2 separate regions of the Oryctolagus cuniculus genome follow, and region 2 is linked to region 1. A link is a contact called in public Hi-C data. All regions are on one chromosome and are shown on one strand. Each heading gives the region's core, a stretch centred on a gene start, on an enhancer-like site or on the middle of the called end of the contact. The rest is flanking DNA. Distances are from core to core; before and after follow the strand shown. Region 1 has its middle 42 kb from the start of IYD. Region 2 holds the start of PPP1R14C (protein phosphatase 1 regulatory inhibitor subunit 14C).

Region 1 (6,307 bases), core at 1,724-4,223:
GCCAGCCCAGCCCCGACTCCTCCAAGGAAACCAGTGACTTGCCCTGTGATCCTCAGCTGGGCCCCACAGAAACCTCCTGTCCTCTTTGCTCAATCCCCTCCCCACCCCTGAGAAGACTGAACCTGGGAGGTGGCGGGGAGCTAAAGCCTTGCCCGAGAGGGCACAGCCATTAGCATCGGAGCCATGCCTTGGAGAAGTGGGCAGTAGACACACCGCTCCTGGTGGATTCTGGGAAAAGACCTGCAGACAGACATAAAGCGGGAGCACTGGGAGGGAGCGGAAGGGGGCAGGGGGCAGAGGCAGGGAGGCCCAGGACACAGGCGAGGGCCAGGTGGTTATTCTGCTGGGAGGCCATGGAGAGCTGGCCCAGCATAGGGCGGGGGTCTCCCTGCTCTGGCCACCCTGTCACGACAGCGACCTCCAATCTGAAGCTCCTGCCAGCTCCCACACTATCCAGCTCCCACACTATCCAGCTCCACTCCCCCTGGGCCTGATGTTCCATGGTGCCTGTGCTTACTTGGGGCCAGGTGTCTTGAAGTTCCAGCTTTTCCCAAGTTCCCACAGGGTCCAGACAAGAGTGCTGCATCCCTTATCCCCTAATGGGAGGGGCATGGGGTCTGCGTTAGTGTTTGTGTCACTAACAAATCACCAGAAGTTGGGTACCGCAGGAAAGAAGTGGTTTATTTAGCTCACAGTTTTGGAGGCTGCAAGTGCAGACAGCGTGGTGGTGCCTGTCCGGATGGAACCTCATGGTGGAACAGTGGGGGCGTGTGCAGGAGCAAGGGGACACTTCTCAGACAGGGAGCCAAAGAGGCTGGGGCATGGCCATGCTCCTGCTTCTACAACAACCCTTGCAAGAACAAACTCGGGGGTCCCCTACCTGAGCCAGCACCTGGAATGACCCAAGGACCTCCCACTAGACTCCCTCTTAAAGGTTCTGCCACCTCCAGCACCCAACACCTGAACACAGAGGACCAGGCCTCCCCCAGGCAGGCACCCAGGTGTCAAACTGCATCCAAACCACAGCAGGGTCCCAGTGCTCAGCCAGCATTGAGCTCCGAGTGGGTTATGGCTGGTGTGACATGTGCTGATCTGTTAGTTCATTATTTATTCATTCAGCAAGGACCATTGAGTCCCCAAGATGTGCTAGGCAAGATTCCTAATTCATATAATTTATCATATAAATAATAATAAGGTATGTAGGCTGATGTCAGTGCCTGGAAGGAAGGTTAAATCTTTACCGAGGGAATGGTTCTGTGTGCGTGTGTGTGTGTGTGTGTGTGTGTGTGATTTTAGGTAGCTGACATTTTGAGGACGATCCTGTTAAAAATAGAAACTTAGATGATTTCATAAGATCATTGCAGGAAGTTGCTGCTGGGGTAGTGCTTTGCTGCTTTAAAAATCAGGACACTTAGGGCCGATGCTGTGGGGAGGCGGGTAAAGCCACTGCCTGCAGTGCCAGCATCCCATATGGGCGCCAGTTCAAGTCCTGGCTACTCCTCTTCCAATCTGGCTCTCTGCTATGGCCTGGGAAACCAGTAGAAGATGGCCCAAGTCCTTAGGCTCCTGCACCCATGTGGGAGACCTAGAGGAGGCTCCTGGCTCCTGGCTCCTGGCTTCAGATTGGCGCAGCTCCGGCTGTTGCAGCCGTTAGGGGAGTGGGCTAGCGGATGGAAGATCTCTCTCTCTCTCTCCCTCTCTCTCTCCTTCTCATTCTCTTTCTGTGTAACTCTGACTTTCAAATAAATAAATAAATCTTTTTAAAAAAAATCAGGACAATGAGTCGGGTATTATGGTGCAGTGGGTTAAGCTGCCACTTCGGACGCTTGTATCCCGTATCAGAGTGCTGATTTGAGTCTACCTGCTCCATTTCAAATCTAGTTTCCTGCTGATGCACCTGGGGAGGCAGCAGATGATGGCCTAAGAATTTGAGTACTTGCTGCCCACGTGAGAGATTCGCATGGAGCTCCTGGCTCCTAGCTTCAACCTGGCCAGTGCTTGCTGTTGTGGGCATTTGGGGAGTGAACCAGCAGATGGAAAATCTACTCTCTCTCTTAAATAAGTAAATAAATTAAAAAGAAAAAAAGAGGCCTGCGATTTTCAGTCCACCAGGAGTGCAGGTGATGTCTCTTGCACAGATTGGTTGGGTTCTATCACTGTCATTCGGGGACTAATGCTTGGACAACCTGATTATGTGCAGTCTGAAAGGTGATTCGCTGCTTGTGGAAGGGGCTCCCAGGGCTGAGTTGAGTGTCTCTAGGACAAGTGGCCTTAGGAGACCCCTGAAGTGGTAGCTGCTCCCCGCTCACCTACACACACCAGTCACACCCTAGGCCCTCGCTAAATGAGCAAAGAGACATGGACTGGGCCTATTTTGAGCTTGGACAGAATTTTTACATTTTTATGTATGTATTTTATTTATTTGAAAGGCAGAGAAACCCAGGCATGCTGGGGGTGGGGGAGGAGAGATGTCCCATTTGCTAGTTCACCCCCTCTTCTAAATACCCATAATAGCCAGGACTGGCCTAGGCTGATGCCAGGAGGCAGGAACTCCACCCAGGTCTCTCTCGTGAGGATGGAAGGGATCCGACTACTTAAGCCATCACCTGCTGCCTCCTAGGGTGCATATTGGTGGAAGCTGAAATCAGGAGCGAAGTGAGGACCCAAACCCAGGTATTCCTACATGGGACGCTGTGTCCCAAGCTACATCTCTACGGCTAGGCCAGAGGCCCACTCCGGGACAGGGACATAGGGTTCTTGCTAGGACCCTTCTGGAGCGTTCTTTGCATGTCGTTAGAGAGTTACGTGGAGGGGCAGGACTCACAGTTTGATGAATGTGGTGGTAATAAAAGCAAACTCAAAAACAGCCTCCCGTGTCAATCAAATCAAACTCAAAATGACCCCGCTGCTGTGGGTCCTGTTACAGCAGCAGAGGAGCTGAATGGAGCCGAGCACGCAGGCAGCGAGCCAGACCCGTCCCAACGGACGGACACTGACAAATCCATCAGCTGAGGCTGTCTAGATACAGTTTCAGCCCAGTCAGCGGCGGCTCCTGGTGTCCTCCCAGCTAATCATGGCACAGCACGAGGAGCCTGGATGTTTCACACAGAGCAAGGAGAGACCCACACGCCTGGCGTGTTTTGTTACCGCCCCCACCGGGTTTGGGATACCTGCAAAGGTGCTGATTGTCTAGGACGAGGAGCCACAGGGGGGCTCTTTCTGCAATGCAAAGTTGCACTGCTGCAAAATTACAAGCAACTAGGTTTGGGGAATTGGCGCCTTGTTGTGCTACATAGCGTGATCGAAGTCAGTAAATATGCAAGAGTCAGCCGACATCAATGTCTCCCGTTTCACAGAATTTCTGAGCTCTTCCATTGCGTCCAGGTTTTTACAGATGGCAAACAGTCTCCAAGGTAACGAAGGGACTCATCCAGGAGCTGAGAATTTCTAGCAAAACCATGATCACCGTGCAGATTTTCTACCTTCCATTCAACTCTGGCCTCAAATCTATTTTCCTTGTCCCAGGTATTACTAATGATATGTGTTTCCCAAATGTTTATTTAAGCTTGTTATTTTGAAATGACATCCAATTTGAACTTTTTCTCCAAGATTTTCTTTCTTTTTCCAGAACAAAGACTCTGTGTTGTCACTACTACCCACACAGTTGCTTAAGCCAAAAACTTCTGTTATCCAAGGTCAGCATTGTGGCACACCAGGTTATGCCGCCCCTTGCAACAATTCAGAGTAGCTCTCTCTAGATTGATTTATTTGAAAGGCAGAGCTAGAGAGAGAGAGAGAGTGAGAGAGATTGATCTTCCATATTCTGTTTTATTTCCAAAATCGTTGTAACCCACCCAGAAACGGGCCAGGCTGAACCCAGGAACTTGGAACTCCATCTGCGTTTCCCAGGTGAGTGCATGGGCCCAAGGACCTGGACTATCTTCTGTTGCTTTCCTAGGTGCATTAGTAGGGAGCTGGATTGGAAGTGGAGCAGCTGGGACTTGAACTGGAGCCATAAGGGATGCTGGCGATGCAGGTGGTGGTTTAACCACAATGGGTTAGCCACAATGCTAGGCCCTTATCAGGTTTCTTGTGTGTGTGTGTGTGTGTGTGTGTCTCCCAGAGGTTCACGTGTTGGAAGCTTGGTCCCCAGTGTGCCGTGGGAGAGGCCATCGAACTTCTAAGAGGTGGGGCCTAGCGGAGGGTCAATGGAGCGCTGCCTTTGGAAGGGATCAGTGTGGATCTCGGGGGACCCCGGCTGGTTTAGCAAGAGGGCTGTCACACAAGGAGCGTCTCATGTGTCACAGCAAATGCTCAAACCCCAGCCCACACCCCTTCTTGGCGTCCTCGCACACCGCAGCTCTCTCCCAGCTCACAGCCGGAGTGCCCGAGCCCCTGAGACTCTGAACCTGCTGAGCCCCTGATCTGCTGGGGTCTTGGCTCCTCTCCGGCTGGATCATTCCTGTGCTCAGGTCCCACCTTTCTTGAGCACAGTGTGCAAGTAGCCTCCCCACTCCCTTCCCGCTCCTCCCCATGGTGTCATCCCCACCACCGGCCCTGCTGTACCAATGGGCACCTCGTCGGCCAGAGTGTGGAAGGAGGAGGATCTGTCTCGATACCGAGCATCAGCGAGGTCTACTCAGGGGCCGAATTTCCGTGAGGGGTAAAGAGCGGTGTAGTGAGATAAGTAGAGAAACCCTCATAATTTTTTTCAAGATTTATTTATTTATTTGAAAGTCAGAGTTACACAGAGAGAGAAGAGGAAGAGAGAGACAGGTCTTCCATCTGATGGTTCACTATCCAATTGGCCGCAATGGCTGGAGCTGTGCCAATCCGGAGCCAGGAGCCAGGAGCCTCCTCTGGGTCTCCCATGTGGATGCAGGGGCCCAAGGACTTGGGTCATCCTCTACTGCTTTCCCAGGCCATAGCAGAGAGCTGGATGGGAAGTGGAGCATCTGGGACTCAAACCGGTGTCCATATGGGATGCCGGTGCTTCAGGCCAGGGCGTTAACCCGATGCGCCACAGCACCGGCCCCGAAACCCTCATGTTTGTAAAAGAAGAAGTGCCTTAAGCTGCATACAATGATGCTTTTAGACTATAAAGGCATTGGGGTGACCATCGGCTTGGCAGTTAAGATGCCAGCACCCCGTGTAGGAATGCAGGGTTTGATTCCTGGTTCCACTCTGGCCTCCAGCCTCCTGAATACAGACCCGGGGGGGGGGGGCACTGGTGATGGCTCAAGTAGTTGGGTTCCTGCTACCCACGGGGGAGGCCTGGATTGAGTTCCCAGCTTCAGTCCTGCCCAGTGCTGGCTGCTGTAGGCATTTGGGGAGTGAACCAGCAGATGGGAGCTCTGTCCGTCTCTCTGCCTCTTGAGTAATAATAATACTAACAAGAATACAAAGGCATAAACATGTGGGCTGTCTCTGTTTGTTAGCAGACAGGGCTGGAATAGAGGTCCTGGTCTTCCCATAAGGAAAGAATTTCAGAGATGAGATGGAGTAGAGGAGAGCAAGGTAGCCAAGCTTAACGGGGCGGTGCCTCTGGCAGGACACACGGACACAGTGCCTGGTCACTGGGCCTGGAGCTTGTAAGGGAATGAGGTTCCCATCTCCCTGCCCTGTCTCCATCCCCTGCTCGCAAGCCTCTTCTTCTAGACAAAGGGTTTGCTGGGTCTGAAATTCTGAGAGAGAGAGAGAAGGAGAGAGAGAGAGAGGAGTGTGAGAGAGAGAGAGAGAGAGAGCACATGAAAGCTGCGGGAGGAGCAGTGTCTTGGTGCATTCTGAGCTGCTCTATCAGAATACCCCAGACGGGCTGACTTGTCAAGGCCAAGGTCGCAGTCCGGAGGCTGTGACGTCCAGGGTTGAGGCGCCTGCCTCTGGCGAGGGCCTTCCTGTGCTGTCAGCCCGTGGAGGCGGAGCAGGTGCAGCAAGCTGCACTGTCTTCCTCTTCTTACAAAGACATGAGGGCCAGTGTGGGAACTCCACGCTCATCCAACGCTAATCCCCTCCAAACATGGGCATTTCCAGTACATGAACTCTGGGGAGCCTCAGGGAAGCCATGGCAAGCGTGTCTGGGGGAAAAGCAGGAGTTTAGGGTGATCCTGGACACCCCCAGGAGACATGCAGCAGGCCCTGCCTAGACAAGTCTGGAATTCTGGGCAGATCCTGAGAGGGGCTAGTGAGTAGTGGCAGCGGACACTATCGGGTTTATGATTGTCCGATCCCCATTTTAAATGGCCCGGAGGATAATGTTTTAAAACAGAGGGACAAGTGTTCGGTGCAGTTGCTAAGACGCCAGATTCAA
Region 2 (6,307 bases), core at 1,124-3,623, 170 kb before region 1:
ACCTGCATGGAAGACCAGGAGGAAGCACCTGGCTCCTGGCTTCAGCTCGGCGCAGTGCTGGCCGTTGCAGCCATTTGGGGGGTGAACCAGCGGAAGGAAGACCTTTCTCTCTGTCTCTCTCTCACTGTCTATAACTCTGCCTGTCAAATAAAAAAAAAAAAAAACTGTTCATTGTTTTTGATTCACTAGCATTTTTGAAAACTCGCCTAGTGGGTTAGAAATAAAAGCATTTGCCTTGAACAAACATGTATATTGTACTGTAGAAGAGAAACACCCTTGGATGGTTTTGCTGAGTTTACATATTCACTTAGGCAAAGGGTCTCTCACCTGGGAAAACTTCCTTTATTCTTAAATATTTGTCTTCAATTTTTGAAATGTGCAGAAACAATATTTCTACTGTCCGTCAAGGACTGGAACATTGAGTTTTAATTATTCAAATGCAGGGTGAAGTGCGTGTGTGTTTGGAGGGGGGCAGAGCAAGTGGATGTGTACCAAGAGCTCTCCAGATCTGTTCTGTTCCTCCCTGCGAGTCAGGGTGAGCCCTCTGGGCCTCTGATGGTCACTGTACTCGTGGAGGAGACCAAGTGACTTCCCAGCCGCACTTCTGCCAGTTAAGATGCTGTGTCTTTTAGAAGCTGACATTTTTGAAGTTGGAAGTGAGAGCCAAGTTGCAAACACAAAGGGAAAAAAAGCATTCTATGCAGTGAGAAAAAATTAACACAGGAATTTTTCAGAAAGAACTTTGTGAATTCTCCTAAATTCTTTGAAGCGGGTCTCGAATGACTGAATTCATTGTCCAGACTCAAAAGCAAGGAGTTGGAATCTCCCACTCTTTGCTGCAGGATCACAGGCCCAATTTTCCAAAATAATCGGGATGGCCAGCTCCCAGAGCCAGAAAGAGGCAAAGATTTGCCATAGCTTCTTTTTCATTCGCTAAAACGTTAGCTGTTTCTAAGTTCTCCTGGTGAGTGCCACTGGTTAAAGCTGGCGCTGGCCAGCGTGGCCAGATGCCAGACGCTGGGGAGACACAAGCTTCCTCTGTGTGCTGGTTGCTGTGGCTCTCCCTCCTCTTCCCCCTTGTGGACAGAGTTCCATTTTGTTGAGGGTCTCACTCTTTGGGCCAGGAGGTCAGGGTCAGGGTTTAAGCTGATCTACCCTGCAAGGCAGATGGCGGGAGGCGGCTGTGGAGAGTGGCCATCGGTCCCTAGGGGTCAATCATGGTAATGTGGCGTCCTGGTCCCTGCTGTATTTGTAGGACAACCTGCCTTCTAAAGGACAGCCGGCCCCTGCTACCAGCAGAGATCTGCTCTTTTAGTCTTGACCATGTCCTCATGGGGACAGCCATCAGAGGCCAGCGGGAGCCAGCTGACTTCACACAACCCTCACCTGGGTCCTTCCCTGTAGCTCTTCTGGTCCTGACCTGTCTTTGGGATGAGCCTGAGGCACAGACCACTTTGGGGAAATCCCTTCTCAGTCTCTGGCTGGAAAACCCCAACCCAAGGCCATCCCAAACCTGGGTAGAGCAGACCTGCGCACCTGCAGTTCAGGCCCGGAGGCAGCAGAGGCGGGGGAGGCTGCTGGGGACTTCTCTCTTTTCCCTTCCTAGCTGTCAGTCTAGAAAGCCACACAGCAAGTGTGCAGAGGAAATAGACTTGCGCGCCCTTCTTATCTATCTCACCGCTGACAAAGCTGAGGACTTGCCAGGAACCTTTACTCATTTCTTTTTTTAAACGTTCATAAAATTGCTCACCTGTATCTGAACCTCTTTGTAGTTTGTTTCAGTGGCCTGAACAGAAATGCACTGTTACGGGTAACGGAAATGTTTCTCCTTGTGAATGCGTGCGCGAGCCCACCCCCACCCCCGTGGGTTTCCAAGTCCCCTCCCCACCTCTCCGCCCCACGCCTCCATAATCAGCTCATTCATTCCTAACTCCCCTTGGCGGCCTGACGTTTAGAGTGGAGTCAGCCAAGGCAGGTGCCTTCCCCGGGGGAGAAAAAGAGGCTGTTTGGAAATGGTGTGGACGGAGAGGAAAGCTGGCTGGCAGCGAATGCAGGGCCAGCCCCGCGCCGCCGACCCCTTCCCGGAAATGTTTACTGTCCCGATGGCCCCAGCCCCGCAGCCCCAGCGCCGCGCGCGACCCCCAGGCCCCAAGCCCTTTGGAGGCAGAGATACCTCACAATGCGTGCGCCTACCCAGTGGCTCGGTGAGCCAAGAAAAATGGGCTGCGACGATTTCCCGAGCGCGCGGATTGCCCGATCGCACCCGCGACGCCTCGTCGATTTTTCTCACCGTACAGAGCGGAAGAGGCTCCCACCCGCCGTGAATGGGAATCTGCATTTGGAGCCGGGGGCGGGGCGGGGCGGGGCGGGGCGGGGCGGGGCGGGGGCGCGAGGACCCTGCACCCTGCTGCGCCAGCCGCTCCCGCGCCCCCTGCCCGGCTGCCGCCAGCCCGGGCCAGCGCTCCGGAACCGCGGGTGAAGCGCAATCTCCCGTCTCCAAGAAGCAAGGCCCGGGACCCCGGGACACCCGAACCTGGCCAGTCCCTTCTGGGTCTACACGCAGTCCCCGCCCGTGTCTGCGCGTCTCCGCGGGCGACTCCCGCGCCGGCGGCGCTCCACCAGGAAGCCGCTGGATCCCTCCTCCCGGGACTGGACGGCGAGGGGGGCCCCGGCTGTGTCTTTAAGCCCGCGCTCGCCGCCCCGCCCTCCTCCCCGCCCCCGCGGTCCCGCCCGCCCTCCCCGCCGAGCCCGGCTGCCGGGCGTGCGCGGCTCGCGGAGCAGGTGCCGGCGAGCCTCGCTCATGCGGCTGCCCGGCCCGAGGTGGTAGCGGCGCCCGCGCGCTCCGCCCGCCGCTTCTGGGCCGCACTCGGCTCCGGCGCGGGACCATGTCTCTGGTGACTGGTGGCAGCGAGGCGGCCGGCGGCGGAGCCGGCAGCGGCGGCGGCGGCGGCGGCGCGCGGGTTTTCTTCCAGAGCCCCCGGGGCGGCGCCGGCAGCAGCCCCTGCTCCGGCAACAGCTCAGGCTCCTCCCGGGAGGACTCGGCGCCCGAGGTCGCGGCGGCCGCTGCCGGGCAGGTTCAGGAGCCGCAGCCCCAGCAGCAGCAGCGGCGCCACCAGCAGGGAAAAGTGACGGTGAAATATGACCGCAAGGAGCTTCGCAGGCGGCTGGTGCTGGAGGAGTGGATCGTGGAGCAGCTGGGTCAGCTGTACGGCTGCGAGGTAGCAGGGCGCGGGGCCGGGGTGGGTCGGGACCCTGTAGGCATCTGTGCCCACACGGGATCTCCGGGGCTCCAGCGCGCGCCTGCGCTCGGTCCAGACTCCCGGGGACTGAGCGCCCGGAGCACGCCCTGGCGCCGAGGTGCAGCGGCTCTCCCGTTGCCCGGTGCCCCCGTGATGGCCCTGGGGGTGGATTGGGTCCCGCGAAGCGCTGTGGTTTTCTCTGAGCGCCGGGCGCGTCTCGGCTGCAGGGCAGCTGCACGAAGTGGAGCCTCCGAGGGGCTCACTCCAGCTGCGCCCCAGCCGCGGACGGGGAGATCGGCGCTTCCTGCTGGGATCCGATTTGAGGGGAGAAGGAGCAGGGCAGGGGCTTGAGCGTGCTGGGCAGAGAGGAGAGATTCTGGGAATCTCAGAGAACCTCTCGGTTCCTGAAATTTACAGCAAAAATCGTGAGACGATCAGTTTCCCTTTGCCAGCCAGCCCGGACGCCTGGCCCCCAACGTTAGTCCTTGCATTTCCAAGGCTGTATGTGTTAGGCTTGGCCAAATCAGTTTTTCTTTCTCCCCATAGATGGGCGCAGAATGCTCCGTGGGCCCCCTCCGAGCGTGCCCAGGTGGGAGTCAGGCAGCCCCGCGGGTGGTGTGCGGCGTGCGCCCTGCTCCGGGCTCCGGCGGAGTCTCCCACGGCTCAGGGGCCAAGGTTCTACGCAGGGCTGACTGACGTGTACACGTTTGATGTAGGGAGAAATACGTAGAATAAGCTGCCACACACATGCTGGAAAGATGACCCAAGCCCAAACGGTCTCCCGTGAGAGTCTTTAATAACGACAGTTGTAAATGAAATAACACATTCCACTCTCTTGAGGGGTGGAGTTTGGAAGGGCTGGAGGCAGGAAGGGGTTCCTGATGAAGGATGTGGCTTCAGGAGAAAGCTAGGTCTGTGTTCCCAGAGCTGTTGGGCTCTTCGGCGAGAATGGAAGCCACACTGGTCACTGGCTTTACCGCTGGCTTTGGGCATTGTGTATTTCACACGTTTTATGGCCTATTGTGCACGCATAGTTTCTTTAATAATTCTCATTGCTCAAGGAGACAGTATTCCCATCGCTGACTATTGATGAATGATTATGATATAATGAAACTTGACTGTATGACTAATGAGCTTGTGAAAATATGTTTCTCCAGCCAGCTCTCACAAAAAGCCAATTTAATTGCATAAGTAAAAACTGGCAAAAATAGGACGTGTTCCTGGGATTTTTATAGGAAGTTGGCAGACCTCTTTAAAAACACAGTATATTTGATTTAGACGGGATTACTGTTGGGTGAATGGATGTGTTCTGTCTTGCCTCTCTTGAATCCAAATGATTTTCATTTATTTCATTCTAGCCTTTCTACTCCATTTTGGGCTTGGAGAAGATTTGAGTTAATAGAAAAACTATTGTTGAAATTAATAACACTTTAGCCTTGCTCATCCTTAAAGGAGACTAATTAGATGTAGCTGGGCAAACTAGAAATAAGTCTAAGCCAACTTAGTAGGATGACCAATCATATATTCTCAGAATTCCTCAGAATAATTGGGGGGAAAAAATGGAGGTTTGAATGTTCACTGTGATGCACATGTCGATTAGGGACACACTTTAAAGGGTAAATATGACCTTGAATCTTTCCCATGTACTTGTCTACCAGAGCTGTAGACCTTCTACCCACAGTGAAAACTGTCAGGTGTCTGAGAGACAGGGTTTGTGTTGAAATCATACAAAGTGCTCTATGCTGCCTGCATGCCATTAATGCGTGGTGAGTATTCTCGGGTTGTTTTTTTCAGGCAGTTGTGGGCCGATGGAATAGAAATCACTGGGCAGGGAGCTGGTGGTTTGTAATCTCTGTGCTAGTGATTACCTTCATTGTATAATAAACCTGTGTACTATAGGTACCCGAGGAAAGGCCGTGTCTTCCCTTCTCTTCCCCTGCTGATAGGGCTCTGTGGTTCACTTCAGCCCTCTTGCCTGCTGGTCTTCCCTTACTGATACTTGCAAGTGTTTCAGCCCCTGCCTGGTTCATCAGTCAACAAGGACCCACTCTGACTCCGAGCCTCAGGCATATGACGATTGGGAAATGTCCTTTTTGCATTTAAAGTTGGTAATGTTTTCCAATGTTTACTGCTTGAACTTGGCATAGAAAGCCAGTTCGACAGACTTCAAACTGGTCCCAACCCTGAGTTTCCTGCTTTGGTGGGGCAGAAGGGGTGCACTTATTTAATTTCAGAAGAGCCTGTCCCAGGCAAGGGAGAGGTGCAAGGACTTGATCTTTGCCAAATGGAAAATAATTATCTTTTGCAGTGGCATAAAGTAAGATGATTGTACTAAGAAAGAAATGGGAAAGAATAAGTGCACAGACTTACCTGGCTGAGGTCTTATCTAGAAGCTTGCAGTGGACATTTTGTTTATAGTGTGGCATAATAGAGCACGTTTGGGGGGTATTTGTGGCACTCTGTGTGACTCTGACCCTTTGCAATGGTCCTCCTGTTATTCTTGTATCATAAATGAGAGTGTGGACACTCAGCGAGTAGCTGGCAATGGGACTCTGAATCCAGGCAGTGTGACCATACCTTCCCCCTCTGACCACTGGGCTGCCTGTAGCTTTTCAGTGTCCTTTATAGAACTCATGGAGGCCCACACAGCGTCTGTCTCAATACTTGGAACTTATGGGTGAAGCCAACAGGAATCTGAAATTTGTTTTGTCCACACATCCTTGCAACCACGTCTTCCTAGTGACCTGGAAGACTAGGTTTGAATTTTGAGTTTGTGGACGTCCCTGACCTCTGAGTTAAAATGCAATTGGGAGAATCTTCCTTTGGCCCAGCTGTCTTCTCTTTGGGCTCCCTCCCTCTGGGACGTTCCCACCTAGTGAAGGGCGCTGTGTCCGTGGGCAGTGCCGGTCTTTGTGCACAACTTCTGCCACCCCTCATCCCTGCCCCTGGCTCACAGCAGACCAGGGAGATGCTTGTTCATGCCTTAGCTGCTTGATATTTGATGAGGGGATTCTGGGAGTGTAGCCTAAAGCCAGGTGGAGAAACACAAGTTCCTAACAGGAGGGCCC

The links. Hi-C and Micro-C count contacts between places; a contact is called where the count stands out from the background.
Region 2: a contact with region 1 is called in a Hi-C map of psoas muscle, with 6 times the contacts expected there. The contact joins the promoter of PPP1R14C here to the enhancer-like site in region 1. A contact is called at or near these places in 3 of 6 Hi-C or Micro-C datasets (psoas muscle, skin fibroblasts and an unstated tissue).

Annotation. Positions count from the first base shown.
Region 1 is chr5:17,559,402-17,565,708 of mOryCun1.1, reverse strand. No RefSeq gene overlaps it. Among named protein-coding and RNA genes, the nearest start is that of IYD, 42 kb to the right of the region's middle. Within about 2 kb of position 2,973, at least 1 of the 8 cell types and tissues checked has an H3K27ac peak or open chromatin away from gene starts, as enhancers often do.
Region 2 is chr5:17,732,444-17,738,750 of mOryCun1.1, reverse strand. PPP1R14C (protein phosphatase 1 regulatory inhibitor subunit 14C) reads left to right here and starts at 2,373. Exons shown (of 4, transcript XR_007915900.2): 1 at 2,373-3,218.